Regions from separate parts of the Mus musculus genome. Here region 1 is linked to region 2. Evidence: chromatin contacts called from public HiChIP or PLAC-seq data. All regions are on one chromosome and are shown on one strand. The core of a region is the stretch at or near the end of the contact, and the rest is flanking DNA. Distances in the headings are between cores, read along the strand shown.

What was found. HiChIP or PLAC-seq counts read pairs in DNA pulled down with a chosen protein or histone mark.
Region 1: a contact with region 2 is called in an H3K27ac HiChIP or PLAC-seq map of double positive thymocytes, with 5 read pairs. The contact joins the promoter of Fam83c here to the enhancer-like site in region 2. A contact is called at or near these places in 10 of 39 promoter capture datasets (3T3-L1-derived adipocytes, embryonic stem cells, hematopoietic stem and progenitor cells and 6 more), 1 of 484 Hi-C or Micro-C datasets (bone marrow-derived macrophages), 9 of 115 datasets of contacts at active chromatin or transcription factors (the 230-238 cell line, bone marrow-derived macrophages, double positive thymocytes and 3 more) and 4 of 9 other capture datasets (adipose tissue, embryonic stem cells, liver and 1 more).

Annotation. Positions count from the first base shown.
Region 1 is chr2:155,830,265-155,836,509 of GRCm38.p6, reverse strand. It overlaps Fam83c (family with sequence similarity 83, member C), which reads left to right and starts at 1,658. Exons shown (of 4, transcript NM_027788.3): 1 at 1,658-2,267; 2 at 4,850-5,017; 3 at 5,449-5,573; 4 at 5,896-6,245. The coding sequence starts at 1,800.
Region 2 is chr2:155,978,117-155,984,126 of GRCm38.p6, reverse strand. Cep250 (centrosomal protein 250) reads right to left here. Exons shown (of 33, transcript NM_001130000.1): 19 at 4,816-4,983; 20 at 4,281-4,415; 21 at 2,622-2,744; 22 at 711-844. Among named protein-coding and RNA genes, the nearest start is that of 6430550D23Rik, 23 kb to the left of the region's middle. Within about 2 kb of position 4,641, at least 188 of the 459 cell types and tissues checked have an H3K27ac peak or open chromatin away from gene starts, as enhancers often do. A contact at or near this core is called in the 230-238 cell line, adipose tissue, bone marrow-derived macrophages and 5 more, where this site is marked.

The DNA of each region.
Region 1 (6,245 bases), core at 409-2,908, 140 kb after region 2:
AAACCTGGTGACCTGAGTGTAACCCCAGGATCCACAGAGTAGAGACAAAGCTATCCTCCTCTGGCCTCCACACATGGTCTACGGAGCACACATGCATGCACACACACACACACATACACACACACAGAGTAAACAAACAAATACATTTAAGAGGTAATAAACAAGATACAGCACTAAAAATACGTTGCCAGGGTAAACCCAGTAGGCTCAACAGCTCAGGAGCCTGCCTGCCTCTGGGAGCCCTGATTCTCCCCTCACACAAATCTAGAGATAAAGTGCTAATGAGGGCTCTGTTACTCTTGCTGTCCCCACAGCTCATCTCCCTCCCACGTCTGACTTTGTTTACCTAGCTTCTTACCACTTTAGTAGCCTATCAAACACCACCCCCAACTCCCCCCAGGGAAGGGCCCCTTAGAGGACCTGGTGCTTAAGTTTCTGCTGCCACGCCTGCGATGAAATGGAATCATTTGAGGCCTTAGTCAATGGCTCCCTATTCTCTGGGCCCCTCACGCCTCTGTCCCATCTCCTACTTACCCTTTCCATCCACCCATCTCCACCCTGAAATCTCTTTCAGAAAAGCCTGTGTTTTAGACCCCAAATAAACTAAATTCAGTCATCTGTAACATAAAGCTTTAGGGTCTCCTGATTTCTGAACACCCTCATTAGATCTTACCCCTCTGCAGGAAGGTGATAACTAGTCTAGTTCCCCTGTCCCCCATTCTGCCACCATGTGCAATTGCCCACTGATGACCCCTTCTTTGGAGCAAAACTGCTTCCCCATTCTGAGAGGACAGACCCACACGTCCTGAGGCAGACACCTGCTCTGTTTTCATCCCGACCTTGCTGTGTATCCGTCTGCTGTCTGCCCCAGTGGAGGGGAGCTTGGCTCCTATCAGGCTGAGGGTATCCCCAGAGCTGTTCTGGAGGTGCAGCCGTCTGCCCTAGCCCACCACTCCACGCACAGACACAGTCCTTACAGCACTGACTGCAAAGTCAGTTCTAAGCATGGCTGCTGCTGTGTCTCAGTGGATAGTGCTCATCTAACAAAGCCCTGTGCGTTAGACTCTCAGCACCGCAGAAACTGGGCATGGAGGTGCATGCTGTAATCACTGGGGAGGTGGAGGCAGGAGGACCAGAACTCTAAGGTCATCCTTGGCTTCCTTGTGACATCAAGGTTAGCCTGGGCTATATGAGACTCGGTCCTTTTTTTTTTTAAGTGTGTTTTGCCAACATACGTATATGTATGTGTGCCCCGTACATGCCTGGTTCCCACAGAGCTCCCAAGAGGGCATTAGTGCTCCTGGATCTGGGAGTTACAGATGGTTGTGAGCCACCACATGGGTAGGGATGTATGGATGTGTGTGACTCTGAACATCCCCTACCCCTCAACATCCAGGGTGTGGTGTGGTGTGGGTGTGTGTGTGTGTGTGTGTGTGAGACCTAATCTCTGCAGGTTGCTGAAGGTCAGGGAATACAGGGAAGACTGGGAAAGAGCCAGCAGCACACACGAAGGGCCTGGCACTGCCACTTCCCCGAGCAGGCGTGTCCCGACAATAGACAGACTGGGTGGGACTGACCCGACAGGTTCCCAAGGCCAGGGGCAATGGGGGAGGAGCTTGGTTCAGACTTAGGGTGGCAACAGTTTGGGGGCCCTGTTGCACATGCAGGGCTGCCAAGCTGGCGCCAGTATCTTCTTCCTTATAGCAGCCAACCCAGATGCAAACCATGGAGCCTCGGGTGGGTTGGGCTCTAGGTGGATACGCACATTTAGCCGAATAGCACCCGCTGGGACCCAGGGCATGGCAGGACCCCTGCGGAGCCGGGTGGAGGAGCTGAAGCGGCCCTGGTGGAGGGAGAGCTCACCCCTGGTGCTCCAGCACAGCGAGGCTGCAAGACTGGCGGCAGATGCCCTCCTGGAACGGGGAGAGGCTGCCTACCTTCAGGTCATCTCCGAAGAGCGGGAGCTGCCCTTCCTGAGTGCCCTGGACGTGGACTACATGATCAGCCATGTGCGTGGGGTTCCTGAGCTCAGCGAGGCCCAGGGGTCAGAGACCTTAGGCCAAGACCTCAGCATGCTCTCTGAAGTTACCTCAGGCACCTACTTCCCTATGGCTTCTGACTTAGATCCCCCAGACCTGGACCTGGGCTGGCCTGAAGTGCCCCAGGCCACAGGTTTCAGTCCCACTCAGGCGGTGGTTCATTTTCAAAGAGACAAGGGCAAGAGCATCAAGGACCTGCTGCGATTCCTCTTCAGCCAGGCCCAAACGGTAAGAGCCTCACCTCTTCATACATTTCATAGCTGTGGGCACAGATGTGGGCTCCCAGGAGGTGGGGTTGGGGGGTGGGAGACCAGTTTGAGCCACACAGAAGCGTAAATGGAGAATTGGAACTAGAGTCTCTGCCCTCTGTTAGATTCCCAGTGGGTAGAGGTTGGGCAGGTGTTTTATTTTTCTTGGTACCCTTGGCATTCATGAGCCTTAACTTATAGAGCATAGCTCAGGGCTCTGGAACTTCACCCCAGAAGTGCATGTTGCGTTACTGAAAAGGATCCTTACGTTATCTTTCTTGGGAGGGAGTCTGTAGACTTCAGAGTATCAAAAAAAATTTAAGATTTATTTTTATTTCATGTTGATGAGTGTTTTGCATGCCTTGCGTGTGTGTGTGTGTGTGTGTGTGTGTGTGTGTGCACGGTGTGCATGCCCGGTGTCAGTGGAGGCCAGAGGAGAGCATCTAATCTCCTGGAACTAGAGTGACAGACAGTTGTTGAGCTGCCCTGCGTGCTGGGAATCGAACCTAAGTCCTCTAGAAGAGAAACCGGTGCTGTTCTTAACCACTGAACTAACTCTCTGGCCCTCAGAAAGTTCTGTGACTCCTCCCTCCCCACCCCAGACTAAGAACGCAACCATGGTGAACATATGAACAGCCCACCTTGACTAACGAAGGAAGACGCCAAAGACAGAGAGGGTCTAGAAGGAACTTGCCCAGAGAGGTTGTCTGGGTCTAACCCGGGGCACAGCTCAGCTTAACCCCAGCTGCACAGCAAGCCCTGTGCAGCATCAGCAGCCGGGTCTGAAGCAGGGCGGAGGGCACTGGTAGGTGGATTTTGGCATGGGCTATGTCTTTATTTTGTCATGAAGGAGGACTGAAGAGTGGTCGCTGCTGAGTCTGGGGACATTAGGAAGGGGTAGTCCCACCTGAGATCCCACCAGCGCCGCCAAGGCCGTGCTAGCAAGCTCGCCTGTGCCCTAGGCACAGGAGGACTGAGTTTGATTGGCATCGAGAGTGGGGTAATTAGCGAGTTTGTTGCCGTTGTCATCCTTGTCCCCCTTTGATCTTTCCTGCTGGCTCCTCCCTCACTGGCCAGACCTGTGCTGCATAGGAGAGCATCCCCAGTGCCCTGCCTGCTCACCACCAATTAGACCTTTGTGCCCCTGGGCTAAGAGTCGGGCTCCTGGGCTGAGCCACCAAGGAGGCAGCAGGGAAGGGGAAAGAGTTTAGCTTCTGTTGTGTGCCTAGCAGCTTTATCCCTTGTAACTATGGGATGCACCTATGTAGCAGACTAGGAAGCTGAGGCTCTCTAGCTAAGCCCAAGACTCTACTTCTAGGAAGTGGAGGATTATGCATTCGAACCCACTTCCTTTTGGCTCCAAGCTACAGTGGTGGTCTCCATCCCTCCCAGGCCACTTCACAGGACAGAAGACTCACAGTAGACACACACAATGGGAAGAAGGGACAGCTGGGGGCATGAGAAATACCCTGTATATTGGAGGTACAAATCTCAGCTCTCAGCTGACTGGCTTCACTTAGCACAGACAACAGGACGTTGTGAACAAAGCTGTCACACCAGACCTCTGCAGCTTCAAAAGCAAGGCTTGACAAAAGACATGAGAATCCCTGGGCCTGGATTGCAGCTTTCTTCCTTGTATGGAGCCTCAGAGAGGCAGGCTCCTCTAGGCCAGAGTGAAGCTGGTGCCAATGAGGAATATAGGAAACCAGCCTAAAAACTGGGGTCTGCTTCTGACTCCTGCCTTCTCCAATTCTCTAACAAACAGAGCTTTAACTCACATAGTTGATCTATAAGCATCTTTGAGACTCTGTTACCAGACACTGTCCTTAGACATCCCTCAAGGGCTGGAGAGATGCCTCAGAGGTGAAGAGCACTGTCTGCTCTTCCAGAGGTCCTGAGTTCAAGTATCAGCAACCACATGGTGACTCACAACCATCCGTAATGAGATCTGGTGCCCTCTTCTGGCCTGCAGGCATACATGCAGGCAGAATGCTGTAGACATAATAAATGATTTTTATTTATTTATTTATTTATTTATTTATTTATTTATTTATTTATTTATTTATTTATTTTTGAGACAGGGTTTCTCTGTGTAGCCCTGGCTGTTCTGGAGCTCACTCTGTAGACCAGGCTGGCCTTGAACTCAGAAATCCACCTGCCTCTGCCTCCCAAGTGCTGGGATTACAGGCATGCACCACCACTGCCCGGAATAATAAATACATCTTGAAGAAAGAAAAAGAGAAAGAAAAACATCTCAAACACTTTAAAACAACCAGGTTAAGACAGTCAATTCTCCCTGTGGCCAAGCTAAGAATGCTAGGCTAAGGCACGGTGGCACATGCTGAAATCCCAATAATCAGGGAGCTGAGACAGGAGTGAGCTCAAGGCCAGCTTGGATTGCGGGGTTACGGACTTTGGATCTAGATCTAGACATAGATACATAGAGATAGAGAAATAGACATAGAGATAGAGATATATGAGAATCTGATTCTGGTGTTGCGTTGGCTCCTGGCTTCCAGCCCCATACTTTTCCTGGGCCGGAATATGCCCTTCCTCTTTCAGGTGGTGGCTGTGGTGATGGACGTTTTCACTGACATGGAGCTCCTGTGCGACCTGATGGAGGCCTCCAGCCGACGTGGCGTCCCTGTCTATCTCCTTCTGGCTCAGGAGCACCTGAAGTACTTCCTGGAGATGTGTTATAAGATGGACCTCAATGGGGGCCACCTGGTGGTCAGTATGGGCTGAGCGCTACAAACATGGAAAGGGGGCGGGGATTTAGGAGGGCAAGAGGGCCAGTTGGTGGCCATTGAGCATTAGGGGGTCAGCGAAAGTGGGACATAGGGCTCCTTTAGCTTTGAGGGACTGGACACCCTTTGGGTCACAGACATGGCCTGACTGCCAGTTTTTTTCTTCTTCCTTTTTTTTTTCAATTTCTTTTTATAATTTTAAATTATGGGTCCATGTATGTGGTGCTCATGGAGGCCAGTGGTGCCAGAATGCCCTGGTGTTATAGGGAATTAGGAGCCACCTCACAGAAAGAGTTGGGACTAGAACACAAGTCCTCTGAAAGAGTGCTCTCAACTACTGAGTCATCTCTCCAGCCCTGAGCTCCATTGTCCCAAGGCCACCCTCCCACTAAACTCCCTCTACTCTTGGCCCAGAATATGCGTGTACGGAGCACATGTGGAGACACGTACTGCAGCAAGGCAGGTCGCCGATTCACCGGCCAGGCCCTGGAGAAGTTTGTCATCATTGACTGTGAACAGGTGGTGGCAGGCAGTTACAGGTGAGAAGGCTAGAGGGAGAGGGGCCTGGGGGCAGGGCCATTACCTGGTAAGGGCATCTGAGATCTTACGGCTCGCATCTCTTCTATCCATCCCTTCAAACGAAGCACCTACTGTGTGCTAGGCACCATGCAGGGCAAGAGCTAGGTGGTAGCCCACTCTACTCAATACTTTGGCATGGAGAGTAACTACTGCACGTGGGAAACAGAAGGGCTTTGGAGACCCTCATCCTTGACCCGACTCTAGTTATGACTCTGGCCGAGCCTTGGACTCCGTGCTTTGACTCCTTCCTAACTCTGACCCCTCTGCCCCCCCCCCCCCCAGCTTCACTTGGCTATGCAGCCAGGCCCACACCAGCATGGTACTGCAGCTGAGGGGCCACATTGTGGAAGACTTTGATCGGGAGTTCCGATGTCTGTATGCGGAGTCACAGCCTGTGGAGGGCTTCTGTAGCAATGAGGATCCACTGATGCCCCAGGTCCCTCGCCCTCCCCCTGTGACTCTGGCCTTTGGACCTGCAGTTCCAAGCGCCACAGGCTCCTCACCTTCCAGTAACAGCCTCAGCAGCATCAAGCACTCCCCTCTTCTGGCCCGGTCTTCCTATCTTGCTCTACCCGGAGGTGGTGGCCGCAATGACATGGGTATGGGGTCCTCATCCCCAGGTCCTGCCTACC
Region 2 (6,010 bases), core at 3,392-5,891:
TTGTTTTCTTGTTTATTTCAGGGTTCCTTTGTTTGTTTGTTTGTTTCAGTGTTTATCTGTGTAGCTGTGTATTTGTTTATCTATGTATCTATTTATTTAATGGATTCTCTGTGTAGCCGTGTATTTATTTCTTGGTTTGTTTCAGGGTTTCTCTGTGTAGTCCTGGCTGCCCTGGCACTCATTTTCTCACTATGTAGATCAGGCTAGCCTCAAAGATCTGCCTGCCTCTGCCTCCTGAGTGCTGAGATTAAAGGGGTGCACCATCACACTCAGCTTAGCATTCCGTTTAAATTCAACTTCCTGGGAAAGACTTTCCCTACACCCTTCTAAAGCAAGTCTTTCCCCCACCCTCCACCCCCCACAACAACACCTGGCTTCTTTCCTCCATACAACGTGCAAAAATCTATAACAATGTATCTTAAAAAACTGTTTGATTAAAATTTTCCCTACAGGTATATTTATTGAAGTGGGGACCACATTGCCATAAGACAACAGTGCATCAATGGTCTTTTCTAAATAATAAGTAAATGAGTCAAGTATAAGATTTGAGGTAGAGACCATGTCTACTCCAGATGGCTACATGTGTACCCTGGAGTAGACACAGAAGTCAAGAAAACCATGCACAGAACATGCCACAGTGACACGTGGAGAACTGTGGAGACACAGACACAGTGAGAAGGAAAAGCTACCCCTCTGGCTGTCTAGCCTACCTGGCGTTCTCTTTCTCCAGTTCCTTCTGAATCCGGCTGCATTCTTGAGCCACTTTCACCTTCTCTTCAATCTCTTCTTTCACCAGCCTCTGGGAGTCATCGTGGGCTACCAGCTGAGACATTAGGTCCTCTACCTGGAAGGTGACAAGCATGAGGCTGAGATGGCAAAGACGGGCCGCATGGGAAGACACGTCTAACCTCGGGCTTCAGGCTGCTGTCAGCTGTGCCAGTCAGTGGCCGTCCCCACAGCTCTGCAGGAGTCACTAGTCCCTGCACTATGTTTTTCTTTACATTTACATGTTTATTCGTTTATTTGTGTACACACTTGAATGCATGCCACGACATGTTTGTGGAGGACAGTAGACAATTTGTAGGAGTTAGTTCTGAACTACCTCACTATGATGTATATGCAAGTTCACACACACACACTTTTTTTTTTTAATTATTCAAGACAGGGTTTCCTCTTTGTAGCCCTGGCTGTCCTGGAACTCACTCTATAGACCAGGCTGGCCTTGAACTCATAGAGAACCACCTGCCTCTGCGTCCTAAGTGCTGGGAGTAATGGTGTGCACCACCAATGCCTGGCTACACAACCCATTCTTAATCATCCTGTTTGTCTTCATAGCATGAGAAATCTTACATAAATGCAGACATGAATAAAAACCTTGCTGGGATACAACTATTCCAAAAGGCAAAGTGATGGGCAAGACCACAGTGACTATACACACACATACCAAAAAAGTAAAATAAAATAAAATAAAATAAAATAAAAACTTCGAGCCAGGCGGTGGTGGTGGTGCATGCCTTTAATCCCAGCACTTGGGAGGCAGAGGCAGGTGGATTTCTGAGTTCGAGGACAGCCTGGTCTACAGAGTGAGTTCCAGGAAAAAACAAACAAACAAACAAACCTTAGAACATCCTCTGTTATAGGCTTATGAGAAGGAAAAGCCATCTGGTAAATATGGACATAAGATTTCAGCGAGGACAGGAAAAACAACCCAAACTGGCTTGCTTTAGAAAAGTCAGCTTAGGGTCATTCCAGACAAGTGGAAAGCAGTGGTTGCAGTGTCCTGTAACACATCTCCACTGGAAATCACAATCAAAATGTGTGTGTGTGTAAGTGCAAATGTGTGTGCACAGGTAGGTCAGAGGTTAATATGTGTCCTCTATCATTCTCTAGCCTTTTTTTTTCCTTTTTTTTTTTTTTTGAGGCAGGGTCTCTCTTTCTCCTTAAACCTGGAATTTACTTTCAGCAGGATCAGCCGACCAGTGAGCTCCAGAGATCCTCCTGCCTCTGCCTCTTCAGCGCTAGGGTCAGCACCTGCCTTCACACCCAGATCTTCATGAGGGGGCTGAGAATCTCAACTCGGACCCTAACGCTGTGTAGCAGGTACTTTATCAGTGCAGCCATCTTCCTAACCGGCTCTTGTTTTAGAGACAGAATCCCACTCTGCAGCTCCAACTGACTTCAATCTCAACAGTCCACCTCTTAAATGCTGAGATTAAACATACAGTAATTGAATATAACCTAGTCACATTCTCTTATGCATTTTAAACCATCTCCAAGTTACTTACCAAACCTAATATGATGTAAACAGTACCTAATGAAATGTGAATGCTATGTAAACGGTTGTTATATTTTAGAGAACAAAAAAAAGTCTATACATTTACACTAAAAAGCCTTCCCAATGTTTTCAACTGGCCATTGGCAGAATTTGTGGATAAAGAGGGCTAGTAATACAATCCCAGAACTCTCAAAGGTACATGCTCAGCTCTGAACACCCTTCAACTCTGCATTTAGTTCGGTGGCCTATCTCTGTTCTCCCGAGGTCAAGAAGCAGGACCCAGATTCCACTGTCTGTAGAAGGGAGTAGGAAGGAAGGGCTGTGGGGCAAGTAGAAAAAAAGGTACCTGCTTCTGCAGGTCCAGCTTGTCCTTCTGGAAGGCAGCAAGGTCGTCCCTGTGCTGCTGGGCTGCCTCCTTCAGCTCCTGCTGTGTTTCCTGAAGCTGGGCCTGCAGCATGCCAGTGGTCTCCTATAGAAAGCAATCGGGGAGTACAGAAAAGCTCCCATGGGAGCTAGCTCCTGAAATCCTTACTATATAAATAATTGGTCTGTTTGTTTCTATTGAGTTGGCAGAAACTGAGGCAGGAAGTAGCAATGCATACTTTCTCCCTCTATTCTCAGACCTCATTTCCCCTCCTATGCCTGCATGGGTTCAGCCAACTTTTCTGGGCAAGCCCAAGAGCTGGTAACTGTCCCTAGCAGACTCATTAGCAGCCTCCTAAGCAGATCCTTATTTCCACTTAATTGCACACACACACACACACACACACATTTCCACCTGGTCTAGTACAGCATTAAAAAGATATCCTGGTCAGGCATGGTGACATATGCCTATAATCCTAGCTCTAGGGTAGCAGAGACATGTAGAAGCTACATAACAGAGAAACTCTGCCTCAAAAATTATTTAATTAATTAAGTTAATAATAAAAATGTAGTAATTTTGTAATTTAGTAGTTGAACATTTGCCTAACATATCCAGGTTTGATCCCCAGAACCACCAAAAGATAACAATAATTTAAAAAAAACGTAAACAAGAATATATAAAATCATGCATGAGGGGCTAGGGAAATGGTTGGTGGTTAAGAGCACTGGCTGCTCTTTGCTCTTGCAGAATACCCAGGTTCAGTTCCCAGAAACCATATGGTGACTCAAAACTTCACTAACTCCAGTTCCAGGGGCTCTGACATCTTCTGGCCTCTGCAGGTACCAGGCCTGAACATGGTATATATACATACATGCAGGCAAGACATTCATACACATAACATAAAAATAAATAAATCTGGGACTGGAGAGATGGCTCAGAGGTTAAGAGCACTGTCTGCTCTTCCAGAGGTCCAGAGTTCAATTTCCAGCAACCCCATGGTGGGTCACAACCATCTGTTATGGGATCCAATGCCATTTTCTGGTGTGTCTGAAGACAGCTACAGTGTACTCATATACATAAAATAAATAAATATAAAAAAATCATGCATCTCTCTTACACTTAAAATATCAGTCACCAGTTTTCCACTGGCCTCTAAACAAACCCCAAGCTCCCATGGCTAAGGAGGGGTCCTTTCCTTCTCTCCTCTCTTCTGTACTGACCCCAAGTTTATCACACTAGAGCCATGTACCTCCTTTTACCCCATATTTCCTAAGCCTCTGTCTGTCTGTTTCAGGGCCCTCTGACAATGGAATCCTGTGCCTAACATGTCCTTCAAAACTACCCTTAGCTGGGAAGGTTCTGCTGCCAAGTGTGATGACCCGAAGTCAATCCAGGGTCCCAGCTGGCAGAAGGAAAGAGCCAACTCTACCATGGGAATTCCATAGGCATGTCATGCCATATGTACATGCATGCACATGCACACAGAATAAACAAACAGATGTAATTTAAAGGTAATTAAAAACTGCCTCCTTCTAGCACTGAAGCCCCACAGTTCAATCCCTAACAATACTTTAAATGAGGTGTTATGGTCCACACTAGGTGGTAGAAGCAGAAGGATCAGGCACAGGGCCATCGCCATACCTGTTCCTTTAACTTCTGAATCTTCATGTCCTGTCTCAGCCTTTCCAGCTGTTGACTAGCATCTGCCAGCTCCTTCTGGGTCCTCAGCAGTGTCTCCAGGAGGGATACTCTCTCCTTCTCTGTTTCTAGCTGCATCTGGGGAAGGGCAGGAAGGGCAAGGGCTTCATGGCTCTGGATTATCATGTTCACCCAGGAGGCCATAAGCACATCTCATCTGCTCCAAGGTCTTCCAACAACAGGATGAGGGGCTGAGGGCAAGGGAAAGTCTCGGACCATTAACTTAGAACCAGGAAGTGCAAAGACTGCCACCGGCTCATAAGCTGACAGGATGTGGTCAATGCTGGCCCTCCCTCGGGAAGTATGACACACTGCCTGCTTGCAGCTAACTGCATGTTAGTCTCCTCACAGGCAGCAGGGCAGTAGCTACACTCTTCAGGAAGCCCCTCCTGAGCCCTGTTCTTAGGAATGGAAAAGTAAGAGGGGAAGAGACCGGGCATGCAAACATCATGAGGATATAAAGCTCGAGGATGCTTACTTGATACAGGGCGCTGTCAGCCTGGCTTCGTTCCTCTTCCCTCTGTGCACGGATGGCTTCCATTTCTGTCTGCTGCTCTCTCAGCTTTGTCTCCAGCTCTGCTCTCTCCCTCTCGAGGGTTTCCAGGGTCTTATCCAGCTCCTGCTGCAGCCAGGAGCGCTCTTTCTCCTGATCATGTAAAGGAACCCATACTGTTAAAGCCAGTGAGTGAGAGAGGAGACGGGGAGCTTGTCTGGACTTAGAATCTCTTCACTGTCTCACTGTGACATGGGCACTGCTTTAAGCCTGGTGACTCATTTCTCAGGGAAGTTTAAATCCCTGTCTCACTAAAATTTAAAGGTCATTTAATATTTTTTTAAAAGATTATTTTTAAAAAATAATATATAAACTGGAAGTGGTGGTGCACTCCTTTAATCCTAGTACTTGGGAGGCAGAGGCAAGGTGGATCTGAGTTTGAGGCCAGCTTGGTCTAAAGAGTAAGTTCTAGGACAGCCAGGGCTACACAGAGAAACCTTGTCTCAAAAAAACAAAACCAAAAAATAAAATAAAATAATGTCAACTGCACAACCATCATAAACACCAAACCTTCAGGGTCAAAAAGCCAACTATAAAAATAACAAAATTAAGTTGTTCGCTCTGTCTAAATGTATGGCCACCAGAGAGCTAAATTTGTGATGTCAAAACAGGAAGAAATAGTCTATCAGTGCTGGTTAGCTATGAGCAGAATATTTTGCTATTGAAAGTGCCACGTCCTGGGCAGTGAGACGGTGCAGAAAGTAGAAGCAGCTGCTATGTCAGTTTGCAGACCTGAGGCCCAGCTCCAGAACCCACACTGGAGGGAGAGAATCAACTTAAGACTTTTGATTATTTTGTTTTTGAATATTTATTTTTATTTATGTGTATATGTGTGGCATATATGTATGTATGGGCACAGAGGCCAGAGGAAGGCTTTAGAGGCAACTGGGAATCACCTGAGGTGGTTACTAGGGACCAACTCAGGTCCTCTGAAGAGCAGACTCTCTAACCATGGATCTCTCTAGCCCCTTGATCATGTTTTACAGTGAGTTTGCTGACAAGAAAGCAGCCAAAAATTTGCTCATTTTTGGAATTATGTGGGTATGACAGCAGGTATTTTCAAATAGTTGAGTAGTGTCCACAAGGCATTTCCTCAACTAAAATTCAGTCATGATACCTC